Regions from separate parts of the Mus musculus genome. Here region 1 is linked to region 2. Evidence: chromatin contacts called from public Hi-C data. All regions are on one chromosome and are shown on one strand. Each heading gives the region's core, a stretch centred on a gene start, on an enhancer-like site or on the middle of the called end of the contact. The rest is flanking DNA. Distances are from core to core; before and after follow the strand shown.

What was found. Hi-C and Micro-C count contacts between places; a contact is called where the count stands out from the background.
Region 1: a Hi-C map of the N1E-115 cell line shows a contact between it and region 2, with 9 times the contacts expected there. The contact joins two enhancer-like sites. A contact is called at or near these places in 2 of 39 promoter capture datasets (the C10 cell line and pre-B cells), 1 of 15 datasets of contacts at CTCF or cohesin (large pre-B cells), 25 of 484 Hi-C or Micro-C datasets (B cells, the C10 cell line, CD8 T cells and 19 more) and 6 of 115 datasets of contacts at active chromatin or transcription factors (CD8 T cells, the HPC-7 cell line, bone marrow-derived dendritic cells and 3 more).

What each region holds. Positions count from the first base shown.
Region 1 is chr1:128,823,641-128,828,263 of GRCm38.p6, forward strand. No RefSeq gene overlaps it. Among named protein-coding and RNA genes, the nearest start is that of Gm23056, 60 kb to the right of the region's middle. Within about 2 kb of position 1,866, at least 65 of the 459 cell types and tissues checked have an H3K27ac peak or open chromatin away from gene starts, as enhancers often do. A contact at or near this core is called in B cells, the N1E-115 cell line, double positive thymocytes and 1 more, where this site is marked.
Region 2 is chr1:128,710,105-128,714,802 of GRCm38.p6, forward strand. No RefSeq gene overlaps it. Among named protein-coding and RNA genes, the nearest start is that of Cxcr4, 120 kb to the left of the region's middle. Within about 2 kb of position 1,332, at least 56 of the 459 cell types and tissues checked have an H3K27ac peak or open chromatin away from gene starts, as enhancers often do. A contact at or near this core is called in B cells, the N1E-115 cell line, double positive thymocytes and 1 more, where this site is marked.

The sequences.
Region 1 (4,623 bases), core at 616-3,115, 110 kb after region 2:
GTGGCAATTGTGCTTTCTGGATGGTTTTGCTCCCTGTGGCCGTCACCCACTCTGGACATGCTGACAGCTCCCTCATTTCATACATGCTTATAGCTCATTAGTTTTCCAGCCCACAAGCTGTGAGTCTCCACTTTGACATGGAAAACACTGCCTGTTATTTATAGTGTGCCATGTTTGGGCTGGCCATCAGAAAATATATATTGAAACAATTTTCCACTTGTTTAAGTTTCTCCTCTCCTGTGGATTTTAGTCCTCTTTCTTTCTCCTTCCCCATCCCTCTTTCTCTGACAGATTCTCAGTCTGCAGTCTGTGCTGGTGTCAAATGCACAGTCCCTCTGCCTTAGCCTCTTGAATGTGTCCCCATGCCTGGCTCGAAAACTTCAATACATCTTTTAATAATATCTCATTTCAGGTTACTATCACTTGCATTATAACAGCCAGATGTCTTATCCTCATGTTTTGGGGGTCCACAGATTTACTTTTCCGCTGCATTGTTTCCCATACGACCAGTTGGCTCCGTGCTTCCTAACTTAAGTGTGGGAACTTTGGTCCTGCCTTTAGAGACCAAAAGGAATGCTTGCAGCCCCGTTTTGGGTCATTGTTCTAGGCTCTGCATTTGCTAAATGAATTTGTTTAATGCCAAGTTTCCCGGGAGAGAAGCTAGCCTATTTTAGTCCATCAAATTCATCATCTGCTTTTTATTGTCCTTGTGGATATCAGTGGGTTTAGAGGCCAACGACCCAAGTTACTCGAACGTCAATTGAGGACTGCCATCTAGTGGCCGGGCAACCTCTGTAGCTAATGATGTCTGTGGAACAACCTGCCAGAAAGGATCCAATTCTACCTGCTCCCTCGGCAGAGTCTTCTGACAGGCTAGATGCACCTTCCATTTCTGCTCTCTGATTCTTCAAAGTAACTGCCACAATGCCAGGGTAGCGACCTCCCTATGCCTTGAAGGAGGAGAAGTCATTCTCGTTCTGGTTGTAGTTATTTTTGGACCCGCCTTTGGGCAATGGTTTGAGCCAAGTTTTGAGAGGTTTAAAGCAAAAGTTTTAATACTATGCAAGGTAAGACAGAGGCTTGCAGTGGGGGCGGAGTCTCACCTGCCCAGCACTGGTTTTCTTTGATCTTCCTTCCTTCCTTCCTTCCTTTCTTTCTTTCTTTCTTTCTTTCTTTCTTTCTTTCTTTCTTTCTTTCTTTCTTTCTTTTAAAAAACCCTTTTATTTGAAAGATTTGTTTTATTTTTAATTATGTATATGTGTGTGCATCTGCTTGAGTGTGTGCAGATGAGTGACAAAAGAGAATGTCAGGATCCCTGGAGCTGGAGCTACAGGTAGTTGTGAGCTGCCCTTTATGGGTGCTGGAATCTTGGGTCCTTTAAAACAGTGGCACACACATGCATGTGTACACACACACACACACACACACACACTCTTATCTCCGTTGTTGGGCTCTCCTTGGTCTGGAGATGACTCAGACAGGAGTGACTGGCCAGTAAGTCGCAGGCATCCCTCTGTTCCCACTTCCTCAGGGCTGGGAGTACAGATGCATGCCACTGTGTCTGACTTTTCTTTTCTTTTTAAAATGTTTCTGGGAATTAAATTCAGATCCTAAGAGTTAAGTCAAGCACTTTACTGACTGAGTCACCCCCAGTCCCTGGGTGTGGGCTTGCTAAGTGTGACTCCTGCACTAGCAGCATTGATATTGCCTGTGACTTGTTAAGAACTCGCAGCCTCTTGGTCCCGGCTGGATGGGAAACTCTTGGGAAGAAGCCCAGAAATCGGTCGGAGTCTTAGCTGCTCCAGATGAACACTCAGCTTACAGCACTGTGCTGGGGAAAGGAGTCGGCTCTGGGCCCCAGGGTCCGACTCTGGGCAAACGGGAAGTAGATGGTCTCCAGGGTGCATTTGGTTCTCCACAACCCTCCTTCCTCTTCAGGGCCCTTTCCCTGTGCTATTTACCCAACAAACAGCATACCTTTATTAGGCGGATGCTACAAGCAAGCCATTGCTTCCAGTCGTGTAGAGAAGGGAGATGCTCAGAGAAAGGGACAGAGGACTTAGCTGTCATGACTTTGTTTTGTATGTGTTTCCATATGTCCAGGAGCGTGTGGAGGCCAGATGTGGTGACACAAACCTTTAATCCCAGCACTTTGGGGACAGAAGAAAGGAGATCTGTGAGTTTAAGGCCAGCCTGGTTTACATAGTGAGTTCCAGGACAGCCAGGACTAAATAGGAGATCCTGTCTCAAAAAAAAAAAAAAAAATCCAAACTAATTTTTCAAAAAAAATCTTTTGGGGAGTTAGGGGAGGTGTCACGGTGTCCATGCGGAGGTCACAGGACAACTTGTGGGAGTCAGTTCTCTTCACCAGGTGGGTCCTGGGCTTGTCCTCAGTAGCTAGGCTAGGAAAGAAGAGCTTACACCTGCTGAGATCTCACCCGCCCTCTACCTTATTTTGGAGACAAAGTGTTTTACTGACTTGGTGAGACTGGCTGGCCAGGGGTTCCCAGTGTTGGCATTACAATGTGTGGTGCCAGGCCCAGCCTTTTCTGTGGGTGCTGGAGATCTGAACTCAGGACTTTATACTGTCATCCCCCTTTACCCCCCATCCCCGCTCTCCAACAGTTGCCTAGGGGATGCCTCTGCTGCTCCCAGGACTCTGTTTAAAGAGAAGATCAGCAGAAGTGGGGTTTGATGGAGAACGTAGTACAGGTTTTTGGGAGATGAGTGTGGCTTCAGAGCTGCTTGAAACCTTTATAGCCTCCTGCCTGCAGCACTCAGGAGACATGCTTTGTTTTTAATTTTGTTTTGTTTTTTGTTTTGTTTTTCTAAATTGAACTCTAGTCCATTATAAAAAGATTAAAACAACATGCTGCGATTTCACCACCCAAAGGTTAGGCAATTCAAAAGCCAAGAGTCGACGTGTGCTTATTGAAAGGCCTTGGGGAAAACTGTCAATAGTTCTGGAAAGTTTGGCTGCCCGTTCAAAGACCTGTTTCATGCTCTGCATCAACCTGCCTGGATCAATACGGCCCGTATGTCGGCCAGCACATTTGCCTCTTGTTTAATTTGCCATTTATAAGTTTGGTCGGTCCAATGTGTCTAAGCAATTACAATGCAGAGAATAAATAAGCACGGCGGCCAATCAAACTGGATTTGCGGCACAATTAGACATCAAGTGCCCACAGAGCCGGGCATAGCACTCCACTCGCAGATGAGAATACAAATGTTTGCTTGTACATCAAATGAAGTCTCTTCTCTCTCCTGAATATAAATGGCTCCTGGATCGATCTTCCAGGCAGGCCCATGTGAGAGAGAGAGAGAAAAAGGCCCTGCTTTGTAAGCCGGAAGTCTCGCAGAGAGATGGTGCAAGGCAGAGGTCCCTACTTTTCTTCCTGTTCCTGTGGCAAAGCACTCTGACTGAAAGCAATTTAGGGGAGGAAAAGGTTTATTTGGGTTCCATGTCACAGTCTATCATGAAGGGAAGGTCCAGGCAGGAACTCAAAGCGACTGGCTGTGTGAGGTCCACAGTCAAGAACAGCGAGAAGTGAATGGACCCTTGCTGCATGTCTCCTTGCGTGTCACCCAGCTAGCTTTCTCTAGAGTCTAGGGTCCCACTGTGAGCGACGAACAGTCAAGACAATCCCTCACAGATGTGTCTACAGACCAACCTGATCTACGTAGTTCGTCAACTGAGACTCTCTTCCCAGGTGACTCTAGGTTGTGACAAGTTAATTAGAACTGTCACAGCAGTCTTGCAGAGTACCAAAGACAACTGTCCCCACCAGATCCTTTGTATATTATTGCATCTCATTTGTTATCTGTAACTCTGGGTCAAAGCAGACATCTTCACAAGTAGCTGGGGAAACAAACAGTCTAAAGGGGCACGGATGCCTCCTGTATAAACTCAGCATCTGTGTTATTTCCAAACCTGTAGTTTCAGAGTGCTGGACTTCCCGGTCAAGAAGGGAACAACTAGGACTAGGGCCAAGCTTAGTGGGAGAACTGGGGTATGTGTATCATGGCTGTGGGTGTGATCTCCATCACAACAAAGCAAACAAAGTGAACCTGTACCCCAGTGGCCTTTATCCTCCATGCTTCTGCTGTTCCTCACGAGTCCGTGATCCCCGCTCTACCACCCCGAGAAGAGCAGCTTTCACTGGCCGGGTGACCAAGCACTGAAGGGTTAGACTCAAAGCTGATGTGGACCTGACAGAACCGTCCCTGCACATTTGAATGGTTAAGATGTGTGTGGACTTCATAAACGGCTGTGCGGAGTGGGCTCTGTGTCAGTGGCTTGTCAGGTGCATGCCCCTAGAGAAACTGCTGTGTGTGTGAATGTGTGTTTGTGTGTATGTGTGTCTGAGTGTGTGTATGAGTGTATGTATTTGTGTGTGTTTGTATGTATGTGTGAGTGTGTGCGAATGTGTGGGTGTGGTGTGAATGTGTGAGTGTGTATATTTTGTGTGTGTGAATGTGTTTGTGTATATGTGTTTGAGTGTGTGTGAATGTATGTATTTGTGTGTATGTGTTTGAGTGTGTGTGAATGTATGTATTTGTGTGTGTTTGTGTGTATGTGTTTGTGTGTGTGTGAGAGAGAGAGAGAGAGAGAAAAGCAGACAG
Region 2 (4,698 bases), core at 82-2,581:
GCAGGCCAGCTATTCAGGATGGCCCTGAACCCTGAAATCCCCATAGTCACCGCCTTCCATTCATTGAGTACTAAGTTTACACATGCTAAGTGAACATGTGTTTCTGGGGCGAGGTGCTGGGGACTCCAGGATGCTGAAAAGTGTTATTAGGAATTTAGCTCAATGGTAGAACACTTGTCTAGTAAGCACAAGACCCTGAGTTCAGTCCTCAGCTCTGATTTAAAAAAAAAAAAAAGAGGTGTCCATTTGTGATCCCAGTGCAAGGAAGGCAGAAGAAGACAAATGGCTTTCTGGAGCTCCCTGGTCCACCAACCTAGCTTACTTGGTAAATTCTAGTCTCAAAAACCCAAGGTGGTCAGCAGCTGAAAAATAACACCTCAGGCCACCTCCAAGTGGCCTCCCCCCACCTCCCCGCTCTCTTTTCCCCTCTCTCCATCTCTCCTTACCTCTCTCTATCTCCCTCCTAGAACCAGAAACAGAGTCTCTCAGTAGGCTGTAGGAATCTGTTTAAGGTGATTTAGAATCATCATGTGATTTCTGAGGCACAGTTGGTTTGAAGACCCCCTAAGTCTCCAGATTCACAATGTAGCAAAACCTCTTGACAGGAGTCAAGGCAGAAGCCTGTGAGGGGTGCACTGCTCTATCCCCCTTGTATTGGATCTACTATCTTCTGAGTACCCTGTAAGCATGTCTCTCCAAAAAGTCCCTCTATATAAAACTACCCTAGGCAGTCAGCTCCCAGAGGGCAGGGCTATGTCTGTTTTCCTCACTGTTCCCAGTGCTTACAGCAGGGCTTGGGACCTAGCAGGTACCCAACAAGTATTGAATCCATCCATCTACCTACCTACCCACCCATTTGTTCATCCCTTTCTCCCTCTCTCCATCCATGTCTCCATGCATTTGTCTATCTGTATAGCCATTCATCCGTGCATCCATCCATTGATTCCTTCTTATCTTCCCCCTCCCTCTTTTCTTTGATTCTCTTCAGCCTGTGCTGTGTAAGTCAGCTTTTTGTCTCATGACGTAGTGTGTATACCTGTGTAGGAGGCAGGCAGGGAACACCATGCTTGGATGAGCACTCTCTCAGTGCGCTCAGCTTCAGGTCCTGGACTGTGATGAGCAATGGGACTGGGGGCTGAGTTGTGCTAGAACAGTGGAGAATAGGCCACAGTGTGTGTTGTCTATCTCAAAACAGACACAGGCCTCCTCCATGTGAGCTTCTGAGAAGGGAGAGGTGGCTGGCACTGGGCCATCATTAAAACAGCAGCTGACCTCCTGTCAGACACGGTGAGGCTCTGCAGACCTCAGCTCTCTCTAGCTGTCCCCCGAGACATTCTGAGAGAGGGCCATCCATCATAGGGTCCCCTGGGATGGCCACTGGCGCTTGTCTGAGACTCAGTTATGGGGTTCTGTTTTCAGCTCTGATCTTGTCACATTCAAGCTGTCAACTGTACAGACCCTGAAAAGCCAGTCAGAGAACCCTGGGGATAGGTGCTCAGTAGATGACCTTGAGGAGATTCAGCTGAGTGTGGGACTGTGGTGATAAGAGGGACAAATGAGAAGAAGCCACTAGGCCAGCTGCCATTGTGCTGGTCTACCCCACCCCTTTATGTTCATCCTCCGGGGATGGGTAGGCAGCTGCATTAAATCTGTTTTGCCCTGGTACCCTACCGGTGGCCTCTCTTGCTTTCTGATAGCCTTTACCCTTTACTGGGAATACAGAAGGTGATGGAGCGGGATACACGAGTAATGCTACCTAGAGCTGTGCAATCTTGTTCTTGTGTAGTTACTTAATGTCTCTGACTGTGTCTCTTGACAGAATGGTTAAAATGGCAGGGCAGGGTGTACCACCTGGCATTTGAGACTCATTCCATCAGCCCACAGCAGACCGTTCAATCCCGTTGTCATTTGCACAGGGATGGAACACAGAACTGTTTGGATTCTTACTGTTTTGTCTCAGGTAAAGAGGTTCTGGAGCTGTCCTGCCCTGGTGTTGAGCGCCAAAACTAGGGCCTTGCCCTTGCTAGGTAAGTCTTCTACCCCTGAGCTAAATCTCCAATCCCAGAAGCATTTTAAGTTAGACATGTTGCCTGTGACCTTCCAGGGGCTGTGTTAGGGATGAACCTTAGTTGGTAGAGTGCTTGCCCCGCATGCACCAGGCCCTGAGTTCCATCCCAGCACCTTATACATCAGATGTGGTGGTCCAAGCCTCTATATAGCCCCAGTATGCAAGAGGTGGAGGCAGAAGAATGGAAAATACAGGGTCATCCTTAGCTGCAAAATGATTTGAAGCCAGTGTGGAATATTTAAGATCTGGACCAAAATAGAATAAACAGATAAACAAACAAAAAATAGAAAAACAAAAACAAAAAAAATCCTCCCCAACCAAAACATAAAACATAAAAAATAAAAAATGAAAAACAAAACAAAAAAGCAGAAACGTACCTAGGCCTGCTTAAGGAGGGAAGTTAGGAATCGGGGTGCGGATGAGGATAGGTGTCTATCAGTCTCTGTTCCCTCCTGGTCTCTTACATCACTCACAGGGACTGAAGAACACTGGTAGCCATAGGTGTGGGCCCAGTGACTCCTCACGGGGCACAGCAGGGCAGTGTGCTGGCTTTTCTGGCTCTCCTCAGGCTGGCTCTAAGGCAGGCAGGAGGCCATCTCAACTGGGGCTGTGGGAAGCCTGGAGCTGGGCGAAGAGCTGCTCACATTAGCTACAGGGCCATAGCAAGGCTCAGAGTCTATTTGGGACTGAGGAATCAATGCTGGGAGGGGAGGGAGGAGCAAGGCTGGATGAATGCAGCAAGGACCCTCCCACATCTTCCAGAATGCTTTTCTGTACCTCCTGTAGCATGGGCCCCACAGCTACTCAAAGGCATCTCCACTTCCTCCTGGCCCAGCGTTGTGAAATGTCCGTGCAGAATGGAAACCCAGACACCACGCCCTCTGGGTTGAGACTCATGCAATCTCCGGTCCTGGTCAGTGAGTGACGTGGAAGCTTGTTTGTGTGTGGGCTGTTCCCACAGCCAGGTACCCCATGATAGTTCAGCCCCACCTTACTCTCAGAGGAAGGCACGGCCCTATCTACTTTGGCCCTGGATCATAGCAGTGACAGGGGGTGGCGTGGTAATTTCCCCCTTTCTTTGTGTCATATAGTTTAGACTACATTCATGGTTTCCAAAACACAGTTTTATACACTACTGGCCAAACACAAGCTGATTTTAGATACTATATGACTGAATCTTTTTATGTACTTATTTCAATACTTAACTAGCATGTCATACATATGATTTCATGCTTGTTATTGCCTGGCAAAAGTTTCAGTTTATTTAAGTAAAAAGGCTGAACATAAACAAGTCGAGTCAGTTAAAATATTAGCAGATTGGACTGGAGATGGGGCTCAGTGGGTAGAGTGCTGACAAGCACGCATGAAGCCTTGGGTTCCAGCCCCCAGCACCCCCAAAGCAAAGTGAGGTGATGCATACTTAGAACTCAGGAGGTGGAAGCAGGAAGACCAGAAATTCAAGGTCATTTTCAGATACATAGTGAGTCTGAGGCCAGCCTGGGCTATGTGAGATGCTGTCCCAAAACCAAACCAAACCAAACCAAACCAAACCAAACCAAACCATACTAAACTTTAGTATGGGAGATAAAAATGTCAACCACATGCATATCTTATAAAAATTTCTGTTTGTCACATTGATTAAAAATCAAACAGATGGAAGCAATTTTAATAATGTAATTGATATGTCTAAAATACTTTTGTATATATAATAGCTAGAAAATCATTGAACAGTTTTATGTAACATATATGCATATACACATTATATGCACATATATATGCATTACAATATACATGTTGCACACACAATATGTTGTAAAAATTTGATTGTGTTGCTATCTATGCCAGACTTCAAATATGACCTAGCCCTATTTCAGAAACACAGAGGCCACAGTTGGCTGGAAGTACAGGCTTAGGCTCTCTGTGGATTTGATGTTATTGTTTCTATCTTAAATGTAGCCCAGGCTACATTTGGTATGCATGGTAAAGAATGGCTCTCTAGTCTGGCAACGTTGGGCGGTGGAACTTTTAAGAGGTCACACACACACACACACACACACACACACACACACACACACACACACTACAAAGTGAGTCAGAATGAAATGCTTTTTGGGTCATCCATCTCTGCCCCTGCCTCTTTACACTCCAAGTAATAATCAGCCACCACAATTTTAACGGTCTTTATACTCTTGGGCTCTGCTCTGTCCGGGCTATTTAGCAAGTAGTGTGTGGTGAGGGCTTCCTCAAGTTACTTAACACCATTTGTTATAATCTCATCTCCATCAGTCATGAGGGGCGAGTTCTTAAAGCAAGGTTATTTGGACACGGTTGGATGGGCATATGATTAAGGTCCTGGGTGTGACGGTCTCGGATGTGAGTCTGGGAACCACAACCTGAAATCTGTCCCTTCAATGACAGGCTGGCCATAGCGTATTGGAGACCTCCAAATTGGAATTCTGCTGCCTTCACTGCCTGCGATGGAAGCACTGCTCGAGGAGGAACAGACTCGTTCCACCTCGTGGCTGCCAGTGAACTAATTGGACATATTTATAAGGCTGAGCACTAACCTAAAAATTGCCTTAGAAGAAATGCTGGCTAAATTCCAGCCAAGCCAGACACTAGCTTCCCTG